Regions from separate parts of the Columba livia genome. Here all the other regions are linked to region 1. A link is a contact called in public Hi-C data. All regions are on one chromosome and are shown on one strand. The core of a region is the stretch at or near the end of the contact, and the rest is flanking DNA. Distances in the headings are between cores, read along the strand shown.

What was found. Hi-C and Micro-C count contacts between places; a contact is called where the count stands out from the background.
Region 2: a contact with region 1 is called in a Hi-C map of liver, with 2.3 times the contacts expected there. The contact joins the promoter of PLCD1 here to the promoter of CTDSPL in region 1. A contact is called at or near these places in 2 of 2 Hi-C or Micro-C datasets (crop and liver).
Region 3: a Hi-C map of liver shows a contact between it and region 1, with 4 times the contacts expected there. The contact joins the promoter of GARS1 here to the promoter of CTDSPL in region 1. A contact is called at or near these places in 2 of 2 Hi-C or Micro-C datasets (crop and liver).

Annotation. Positions count from the first base shown.
Region 1 is chr2:5,474,860-5,478,551 of bColLiv1.pat.W.v2, forward strand. CTDSPL (CTD small phosphatase like) reads left to right here and starts at 1,899. Exons shown (of 9, transcript XM_005509118.3): 1 at 1,899-2,515. The coding sequence starts at 2,440. It overlaps LOC110363720 (a long non-coding RNA gene), which reads right to left and starts at 1,394. Exons shown (of 4, transcript XR_010469917.1): 1 at 1,144-1,394; 2 at 335-1,008.
Region 2 is chr2:5,682,196-5,685,887 of bColLiv1.pat.W.v2, forward strand. PLCD1 (phospholipase C delta 1) reads right to left here and starts at 1,754. Exons shown (of 15, transcript XM_065050346.1): 1 at 1,603-1,754.
Region 3 is chr2:5,320,465-5,324,156 of bColLiv1.pat.W.v2, forward strand. GARS1 (glycyl-tRNA synthetase 1) reads right to left here and starts at 1,702. Exons shown (of 17, transcript XM_065050328.1): 1 at 1,457-1,702. The coding sequence starts at 1,618.

The sequences.
Region 1 (3,692 bases), core at 649-3,148:
ATCTAACCTGCGAGGGACTGTTTGCAGCTGCGAGACTCTCCTCTTGAGATGCCAAAGCTGAACAGCAGGTCGGGACTTGCACAACTGGATGCGATGCAAGCAGTGGCATCGCTCTCATTCCCTGTGCAAAGCGTTTGTCATAAGAGCAAGACGGGCAAACCTAAAAATCAAGTCCCAGAAACTTGCCATACAGGTATCTCTGCATGTACGGCTGCTTAGGGAGTGTTAGTTTTGTGAGAGAAGACACAGCCAGGTTTTGAAAGACTTTTTCCACGTCAAACAAATGCAGCAATTTCAACTTGTTTCAATGTGTTGACCATCGTAATACACTCACCCAGAGTGAAATAAAGCCCCAGAATCAAGTAATTTTCCCCGGAAAGTAGATGTGGCATCACCGCAGACTAGAAACTCCTCACTGCTGGGCTCCCTTTAAGGGAAAGCACCGCAATGAGAACAGCTGCTGCTGGAATTAAACTAAATGCTCATTTCTGCAACCTAGCCTGGCGGTCGAAATGCTGGATTTTTGCTAACGTTAGGTAAAACCGCTCAGAGCCACATACATATTTATATATACATTTTAAAAATGCAGACAGGCAGTGGCTTTCTCTTTCAGGGAAAATAAGAGAGTTGAAACCAGTATTACTACAATTCACACTGCCTGGGTCCATGCCAGCTACAGAAGGACTTTCCTCAACTTGGTTAATGGAATTTAAAATGATATCTGTCCCTTCTGTAGCAAGGTTGCAATAAAGGCTTGTATATACATTAGAAATATATGTTTTTTTAGGAAAGGGGGTTGCAATTCCTCATTTACATGAAAAACACCAACACGCTTACTTAAAGGTTCACCCTTTTAATTTGACACTGACAGCCCCACGGAGGAGCTGGTTTTTCTTCCCCACCATCGCGCCCCAGACCCCGGGCAAGGGCGGGAGGAGCTGGATCCATCTCCTGACGTGGCCACTGAACAGCAGCGCTGGGAATTGCTGGGAAGCCTTCGAAGATGCTCTAGGAAAAGAAAATAATTTAAAAAAAAAATTTAAAGGGTGTTTTCTCTAAGAGAAGCTGGCCATGCTGCCCTCGGTACCTTCTAGTGACACACTCGCGTCTGAAAAAAGAAAAAAAACGAACAAAAAAAAACACCTGTGAAAATATTTCACTCCTCATTAACCGCAGCTCCTTCTCAGGCAGTTTATACCCGTTTCTGAAGGAAACCAGCCCAGCGCTGACGCGGGACAGCACCGAGCACGGACGTGACGCGCTAACGCCTTTTCCCGCCTCCCGCGGGCAGCTCCCCCGCCATGGAGGGCTGGCCACGCCCTCTCCCTGTGGCCCCGCCCCCGGCTCCGCCCCCCCGCGGCGGAGAGAAAAGCCTTTTGTACGCAACGACAACAGCCTCCTGGCCCCGCCCCTTGTGCCCCGCCCCCTGTGTCTCCGCCCCCTGTGTCTCCGCCCCCGCCGTGGCCCCGCCCCCGCCGTGGCCCCGCCCCCGCCGTGGCCCCGCCCCGTTGTTTACCGCGCAGCGGCCCCGGGCGCTGCCCGCTCCCCGCCTCCATGTTGGAGCGTCCCGCGGCGCGGGGGCGGAGCGGGGCGGGGCGCGGGCCGCGCCGGGCGGGCTGACAGGCTGCGAGCGCGGCGGCGGTGGCGACGGGGCTGTGGCGCAGCGCGGGGAGCGCGGCCGGGGCGCGCAGCGGCGGCTCGGCCCCTTTCCCCTCCCTTCCTCCCCTCCGCACCGCGCTTCCCTCCGCGCACGGCGGCAGCGGCGACCCGGGAAAGGGGGGAGGAAGAGGAGGAGGGGGCGGCCCGGGCGTCGCTCCGCCGAGCCCGCAGCGCTGCCCGCGGGAAGGGGGGTGGGGGGGAGGGAGGGAGGGAGGTGTGAGGGGGCGCGGGGATGAGATAAGCGCGGAGGAGGAGGAGGGCGGCGGCGGGGGGGTATGTAGGGAGCGCGGGGCTGTGCCGGGGGACGCGCTCGGGGGAGGCCCCGCGGGGCGGCTCAGGTGGATGCGGGAGGCGGTGTGAGGCGGGGGGGAGGCGGCGCGGAGGGGCCGGGGGCACTTCCCCCGCCTCGGGAGGCGGCGGCTCCGGCGGGGTCTCGGGGGGAGCGCTGCCAGGGCTTCCCGGAAGGGTGAATTGGAGTCCTTATTTATTATTTTTTGTTAAGGGGGGGGGTTGATTCGCCTTCCCCCCCCCCGCCCCGTGGAGATTTGGCGCCTGGAGGCGGCGGTGGCAGCGGTACCGGAGGGGCCCCTGTGCGCGGTGCCCCCCCCCCCCACCACCCCAGCTTGGCTTCGCTCCTGGAGGAGTTTTTTATTATTATTTTTTTTAACTACAAATCTGCATATTGATTTTTAAACAAACAAACAACCCCCCTCCCCACCCCCCCGCACACAAGCCTGCCTCCGGGAGGGAAATAGCCAGGTGAAATCTCACTCTGTTTCCATGGACAACCCGTCCATTATCACCCAGGTGACTAACCCCAAAGAGGAGGAGATCCTGTCCTGCACTCAGGATAAAGGTGAGCAGCCTTCTCTCTTTCTCCTTTTTTGTTTATTTTTCTTTTAAATTTCTGCAAATCGCTTCTTAAAAATGCACGTAGTAGCAACTTGCATTCTTCAGCCACTGTATAATCTGGGAACAGAGGAGGGCTTGTTGGGGTTGGTGGTTTTTTGGTTGTTTCTTTTGTGGGGGGAAGATATTTGCATGAAGCTCTCTGGAGCTGCTTTGCTGGGATGCAGCTGGGAACTTGTTACGGTGTTTAAATATCAGGTTTAATCAGTTATTTAAATTAAAATACTCCTCTCTCTTGAGGACTTTGTGAGGTTGTCACTTTGTGCCCTGCTTCAAGGATACCAGTTCTGCATGTGTCAGAAGGTTTTGAAGTCTTAGCTTTAAAGATTTTTTTAAAAATAATAATAATAGTGACTTCTCCTTGTTTTCCTCTATGTCCCCTGGCTTTGCATTTAAGAATCTGGGGAGCTCTCAGGTTTGTTGGAGGACACTTGTGCGCCTGGGAAAGAAACACGGGCTACTTTGAAAAGCTGGCTCTATTTACTTGGTAGATAAATAGTTGTTGATTGCGCAAGGCGTCACGCTTGGGTTGCGTTTTCCTCTAAAATAAGATGAATCTGGCCTGGCCAAAGGAGCTGCTTTCTCCTCCGAAGTCCAGAGGTTGACGGTTGCCCTTAACCTTGTTTCCTTTTGGAAGCTCGGAGGAGTTTTGGGGTGTAAGTGGAAAGGGGGGGTGAGCGGTGGGGTTCCAGTTCTGGGGAGCTGCGTGTGGATTTTGGAAGTGATTTGGGTGTTGGGTTCGTGCTTTGGTACAGGCAGCGCTGGTAAAAAGGGGAGAAAGGACAGAAATTAGAAGTAGAGCGTGTGGTGGTGTTGCCTGGTAATAGACATCGAGTGGTCTTCTAAAAAGGGTAGATTGGTGTATCTCCCCCGAAAATTGATGTGTTTAGTATGCAGAAAGCTTCGATGTTTGTGTGGCTTGTCTTGTAAATAGCGAGGGGTCCTGTATCCTTGGAGAAGTTGCTCCCTGTTACTTTGGACTGAAGGGTTGTGAGGGAAATCTCTGTCTCCTCATCTCACCAACGCTGGTTGCAGAAGGAGGTAGATTAAAAAGAAAAACAGCCATCAGGTTGGGGGGTGTTTGAACGAAAAATTGTGTGGTTTTTTTCTCAGTACAGGAGTTT
Region 2 (3,692 bases), core at 504-3,003, 210 kb after region 1:
ACAGTATCTGAGAAAATTCTGACAAACTACATAGCACAAGCCTGAGCCTGCTAACAAAGCAACATGTGAGCAACTCGTCTAAGTCGAGTGGCATTCAGAGTGACGTTGGCATCTCTGTGTGTTATGTGTTAAGGAATTTCAGTAAACGCTTTGGTTCCTTTGACACCTGTGTATTTTTCTGCTTGAGACAAGAAAATGGATTAACAAGCAGCCACTAAATTCATCTTGGTTCCTAACCCCAGAAGACTAAATAATATTCACTGAAAAATGACCCACAGGCCAGAATAAGAAATATTTTACTAGTTCCAGATGTATTTCTTAGCTTGCTTTCCCCAGTGGTTATATAATGAATGAGATACCTACACAAAGTATAACATTAACCTCTGTTTCACCTTCCTGTTAGATTTCTAGCATCTGGGAAAATCAGAGGGAAGATTTCTTGAGCCTGGGGGAATCTTCTCACATTTCTCCTGGTAACACTAAACTGATTATGTTTAGTGCCAATCACTTATTGCTCTATTAAGTTTGTTTGTTTATAGTTCATCTATAGTAAGAAAGCACATATCTCATTAAACAAAAATAAGCACTTTTCCCATTGCTGTAGGGTCACAAAACCCCATTTCAATCCGTAGCTATAACAATCTTAAGTTCTTTCTGCTCATCACAGTAAGTAAAATACAATAGAGGTAACAAATCAATATGTTAAAGGCAGAGCAGGGATTAAGGGATGCTTCATTACTCTATCAGACAAGCCTCCTAGTCTTGATACCAATAAGCATTAAATCTCACTTGATAGGAGAGCAGAGAGGATTTATTCTTTTTTAGAGACGCTACTTATTTTGTACTAAACACTTATCCTGTGGGCAGACCCTGAGCTGGGGGTTCATCCTGCTTGTCTTCTCCACAGACCAGAGAATTTACCCAGCTGAGCATCTGTCCCTCTCTCAGCTTCACCACAAAGGGGAGGAGATTTGGACCAACTTTTCTGGGCTTGCAGACACTTAGACAGACAAGACACAGTTCCTACCAATACAGCCAAGCCTATTAACAGAGCAAAAAACCCTATCATTTGTAATACAGATTAAACGCTGCTTTGCTTCCAAATGAGAGAATGGAGAGGGGAAAGAGGGGGGAGAAGACAGGAGGAAAAACAAAGCTCTGGACAAGATAAGAGAGCTGAAACGCAAGGCTATTTCTATAGACTTACTGTTGTAAGCGAGGAAACTGCCGTTCGATTCCATTTTTGCAGAAGAAGCCGCCGTGCAGCGGCAGCAACGGCTCCGCCAGCAGCTGCGCCCAGACGTTACCGGGCTGGAAAACGGACCCGGGCGGCTCCCCCTGCTCTCTGCTCCACCGATCCCCCCCCCGTCAGCTCCCTCCGGAGCCTTCTGCTCCTTCCCTCGGGCTGGAAATCACCTCTTGCGCTATGACTCCTCATTTATTTCCCTCCCGCATCCCTCACGGCACCGCTTGCGCCAGCGCCCCGACTGGGACCGAGCGCCCGGAGTCCCAGCGCCGGACTGGTGCGGGCTCCTCCCCGCAAACCCGGCGGCTCCGCCGCTGGCCCAGCCCCCTGCTGATGCCGCAGCTTCACAGCGTTACCTCTTTTCCTGTTTCTGGCATATTTTCATGCTGCTCCTTTCCGGCAGAGGCTTCCAGATTGAAGGGGAGAGCTGTAAATGTGTCCTCCGTGGTCCCCGAATCAAAGAAATGGACTTAAACAGGTGATCAGAGTCAAGGTCTAAAGGGCTTTTAGACACTGGTAGGGGTATATTTATTTTCAGAAGGAAAAAAGAAACAAAAACAAAAAATAAAAACGAATCAAAAAAGCCAATACACCCCCACACACACATACACACCCCCCCACACACATACACACACCCCCCCCAAAAAAAATAAATAAACCACCACGACAGGTCAGAAACCACCAATATAGAAATAGAAGCTGTAACCACAAACACTCGCAGAGGCATGAATTTAAAACTTTAGAACAGAAGTTACAAGCTTTGCATTTGAGACAGAGAAAGCAGGCAAAAAAGGCGCCATCCTGAGGCTTTTATTGAGTGGAACTGATTTGTTCCTCTCTGTCCCGTACTCTTAAACTAGGAATTTTTTAAGGGTAAAAGGTGACACTGGCAAACAGGGAGGGGGAAAGAAAGGGAATACAGTGTGGGAAATCTTGAATGTTTAGGGGAGGGATTCAGTTATTGTTTTGCTGTTGTTTATTTCCGTTTCAGGTTATTTAGGTTTTCTTGATGCAAACAACTGCTGGAGTTGTTGGCAGATTCAAAGCCCTCGCTCCTCAGTGGCTGCAAACCCAGCAGCTCCACCAACAGAAGGGAAAAAGTCCCTGTGTGCTGCTGACAGATCTGGGAGGCACATGATGAAAAATACTTTGGGACTGGGACTGTTTGTCCCTCCCTGCCAGGAACTGGGCTGCTCCTTTGAGAGCAGGGACATTGATCTCAAATACTTTTACAGTCCATAAATATAGGGCTGCTGCCACCACCCAAGGAAAATTGCCCTGATGTAGCAAAACTCCTCTGTCCTAGTACAAAACTAACAAACAAGTGGAGAAAATAAAGAGCAGAGATTTCACCCCATGACTCCTCTAAAGCCCATCCTTCTATTAGTATGGCATGGGGGGGGTTATCTCCCACAAAACACCTTCTGAAAGACCCACGAAGGAGAATCCCTCCTGCAAACCTACAGAGAAAGAGACATCAACTTTAAAATCCTCAGGGCATGGGGATTTCCAGAGAACACCATCAATCTGTCACCGTTTCAGCTGATGGGGAAGAGCACTGGGGGGAGTGTCCAAGAGGCTGGTGGGTGAGTCAGCCAGACTGGAAACTCCGGTAAGGCTGAGGTGGTGAGAACATCGTGGTTTCTATAAGGGAGAAGTAGAGAAGGGCAGTTTGAAAGTGGTGGTGGGAAATAGCATTATAGTAACACCTTCTCTGTGTAGAATCATAGAATCATTTTGGCCGAGACCACCAAGGTCATCAAGTCCAACCCTTAACCCAACACTGTCACTAAACCATGTCCCTAAAAACCTCATCTACACATCTTTTAAACCCCTCTAGGGATGGTGACTCCACCACTTCCCTGGGCAGCCTGTTCCAATGCCCAACAACCCTTTCCAGGGTGAAGTTTTTTCCTAATATCCAATCTAAACCTCTCCTGGTGCAACTTAAGGCCATTTCCTCATCCTATCACTTGTTACTTGGGAGAAGAGACCAACCGCCTCCATGCTACAACCTCCTTTCAGGTAACTGTAGAGAGCAGTAAGATCTCCCATCAGCCTCCTTTTCTTCAGGCTAAAATACTGGATATATCCTCCACTCCACCTATTTGCTGCAACTTAACTATTGAGGATGCTGGGGATAGCCCACACAGCATTGTATGTCTGTCTATAGCCTTTATCTTGGCTGCCATTAAACTTTTTAAAAAAACTCATTCTTCTACCCTCACAGTTTCCATAGAAATACACATCACACATTATTGTGCCCCCATACTGCTGAACACAAGCCCCTCACTGAGAGACGTACCAGCCAGTATCCCCGTACCTTCTGTGGCAAAGGAGGGGCATGTGAGTGATCTACATTGGTCCCAAACCAATGAGGATCATCTTCTGGATATAATCCCTTCAAAGGGGCGCAGGGCACAACGGCACCGAGATGCGACCATCA
Region 3 (3,692 bases), core at 452-2,951, 150 kb before region 1:
AGGTTACGTGTCCCTTAGGTTTAATTAAACCGCTTCTCCGCGAGCTGACAGACAGCAGCATCCTCTGCATCATAAGGTTATCAACCACCCCAGTTTTCCTTACTTCCTTTCCTCTTGTGAGAAGATCTCACTGAATTACTACTATAAAGTGTACAATACAATACCCGTGGTCCCAGCTACAGAAATTTACCCACAAACCTTTCCTCGGCTCCCCACACTCCTGTCCCCATCCCACAGGCAGCCAGAAAGACGGGGGGGGCATCGATACTTTGAAGGCAAACGACAGCACCCAAGATACAGGATTTTAAAATTAAATCGGCTAGCTCTAGAAATCATAATTTTATTTATAAGAAGCTCTCCTGCCAAGGCATTATGCTGCACAGTGATTCACAATAAAAACTCATTGAAGGGATGGTGCTGGTATAATTAGAGGGCCATAAATCTACTCATTTAATGGGAAAACACATGTACAAATCTACAAATACCAGGGACGCACACGTAGCCATGGGACACACACGTAGCTGTGTGTGCAACTAACCAGAAGACTATGGATTCAGCCACTTAAAGGAGACATGTGGGGAACTCACACGTATAGATTTTGCTGCTAAAACAGGGATGAAGGGGAACTTCCATGAGCTGCCAGTAACACACACAGCAAGGGAACCAAGACCAAGATCCACTTAGGAAATAAAAAGACAATCGAGTCCATCTCAGGTGAGAGAGAAGCTAAAGATGATAGTTTAGTTTGTGAGGGGGATGGAAAGAGAATGCGACGCAATCCTAGTTAATAGGAGACAGCTACGTATCTGGACAAATAATAATGATGAAACGGAAAATGTGCGAAGAAATTAATATTCTCTTACTACATCTGGCAAATACACGAATCCAAAGAATATCATTTATCTGCAAAACCCAACACACACTCAGTTCTCAAGGGAAGTCACTGTGTGACCCTGTGGGATGAGGAAACCTATGTAGGCTGTTTAATATAAAGAAAACGTGAAGAACCAGCTGCGGGGCCCCAAAAGCACGGCAAAGTCAAGCCCAGGAGAGCGAAGCCGGGCAGCCTGACGCACAGATCCAGTTCTGCCAGCACCATCCATCACTGCGGGGTGGGGAACGGGCAATTCACGGGAAAACAACCACCCCCGCTTCTCCGGGCTCAGCAACACCCGCACCCGGGGGAAGCGGCGCCCACCCCGGGACGCTCCGCCGGGGGCTCCGCGGTGCCCCCGAGCCGGACGGTCGCACGCAGGGTGCGGGGGGGCGCTGAGGGGAAACACCCCGCAGTGCAGGGCGAATGCACCCGGGGCACCCCCCGCGCCTGAGGGGGGAGCGGGGGACACCTCCGCGGGCGGGTCTGTCACACACCCGACCCCCCTCAGCGCGTCCCTCCCCCTCAGGCGGGTCCTCCCCGGCGGGTGTCCCCCCCCTCAGCCGGGCCGGGGCGCGTTACCTGGTGCCGCACCGCCTGCCGGAGGGGCGCCAGCAGCGCCTCGGCTTGCGGGCCGTCCATGGGGGTCGCGGCCGGGGCGGGCCGGGTGCAGAGCGGGGCGGCGGGCGGGCAGGCGAGGCGGCGCAGCAGGGCGGGCAGGACGCTACGGGGCAGCAGCGGCATGGAGAGAGGCGGCGCGCCGCCCTGCCCCCCCCCGCATGATGAAATCGCGCCCGGCGTAAAGCCGGCCCCGGACCCGCCGCCGCACTTTCCGCACGGGCAGGAGGGGAAAAAAAAGGGGTTGCTCCGCGAACGCGCCGGCGGCGGCGCCCGGTCCCCAGCAGCAGATTCGGCACGGCCGCGGCGGCAGCGGGGGGACGGCAGGGGGCGAGCGGGAGCGCTCGCCACACACACACGCGGGCGCGCACACACACACACGTGCACACACACACACGCGTACACGCACACAGGCACACACACACGTGAGCGAGTGCACATCCTCGCGCGCACACACACGTGTGCACACACACACGCACACACACTCACACACGGTGGGCAGCGCATGCACGAAAACACCGCCCCCGCTTTCCCCAGCTAGTGTGTGTGGGTCATGACGACACGTGCTTCCTCCCCCCGGGTGACATTTGTCACCCCCAAAGTGTACATGGCCCCGGGTGCAAAGAGCCATCACCCCATGCCAGAGATTTGCACTGCTGTAGCACCCACCTGAACCACCTCAGTGTGGTGTCCCCTTGTCCCTCACCCACCTGAGCCACTTCAGTGTGATGTCCCCATGTCTGTCACCCACCAGAGACGCCTCAGCGCAGTGTCCCCTTGTCCCTCACCCACCTGAGCCACTTCAGTGTGGTGTCCCCTTGTCCCTCACCCACTGGAGCCACTTCAGTGTGGTGTCCCCTTGTCCCTCACCCACCTGAGCCACTTCAGTGTGGTGTCCCCTTGTCCCTCACCCACTGGAGCCACTTCAGTGTGATGTCCCCTTGTCCGTCACCCACCAGAGACACCTCAGTGCAGTGCCCCCTTGTCACAGAATCGCAAACTGATAGAACACCTTAGGTTGGAATGGACCTTCAAAGCTCACCTAGTCCAACCCCCTGCCATGAGCTGTCATACCAAATTGCATCCTGGTGCCTGTGATTTAAAGTTAGTGATTACCTAGAGCTTTTTTTAAAGGTTCTCGATAATAAGCTAATTCGGTGTAAAGTGATCTCAAGCAAGAAGGCTAAGAATCAATATATGAGTATAGATCTATTATGACAAGTTCTTAAAACAGCATGTACACCATGGCTGAATGTAGCAGTATCATTGCCTTCAAGAAATTGTCACCTCACCTGGCTATTTTGGGCATCTCTGAGTTGAGGCTACTGAATTATCAGTGGATCAGTCTTTATTGACCCTGTAGGAAATGTATAATTCTAATATGGGCATCACAGCAGTCTGGAAAAACTCCCGAGAACTTGTGGAAGTAATTCCAACAGTGATATTATCTGCTCTGAATCACAGTGCTGATGACCATGGCCTGGACATCTCTAGATGAATTTGTAAAATATTTTATTAGGAATTTGAAGATGAAACTAAATCGAGTGTTGAGACTGGTTCACGTTGCAGTCTCTACGTTGTCTTTGGTTTGGGTTTGCTTATGTTTTTAAACTACTGACTTATGAGAGGCTAAAGCATAATCATTTATTAGAATCCTAGAACCAGAGAATGCTTTGGGTTGGAAGGGACTTTCAAAGCTCATCCAGTGCCACCCCTGCCATGAGCAGGGACATCTTCACCAGCTCAGGTTGCTCAGAGCCCCATCCAGCCTGGCCTGGGATGTCTCCAGATATGGGGCATCCACCATCTCCAGAGCCACGTCCGCAGCACGTGTCCCCGCTGAGGGGCAGGGAAGCGCTGGGGGCTGAGGACGAGGGTGTGCATGTGTGTTATTTTTTCCATCAGCTGCAGCATTTGAGCTCCAAAAGCTTTGTAGTCTTTGCACTTGGTGGTGTTTTGCTTGTCACTGATCCCTGTTCCCCCTTCCCCTGCCGGGGGACTGCGCTGGGATGGCAGCACCCGCCTGCGCGGGCCCTCGGGCTGGGTTGAGGGCAGGAGGCCAAATCCTGCTCTTCCCCTGCAGACACGAGTGTGGGGGGTCTCCTGTGGGAGGAAGGACAACCCCATGTCATAAAGAGGAGTGGTGGCATAGGAGAACTTCCCGTTCCTGGGGATTAAAGCACTCCATGAAGGAGAATCC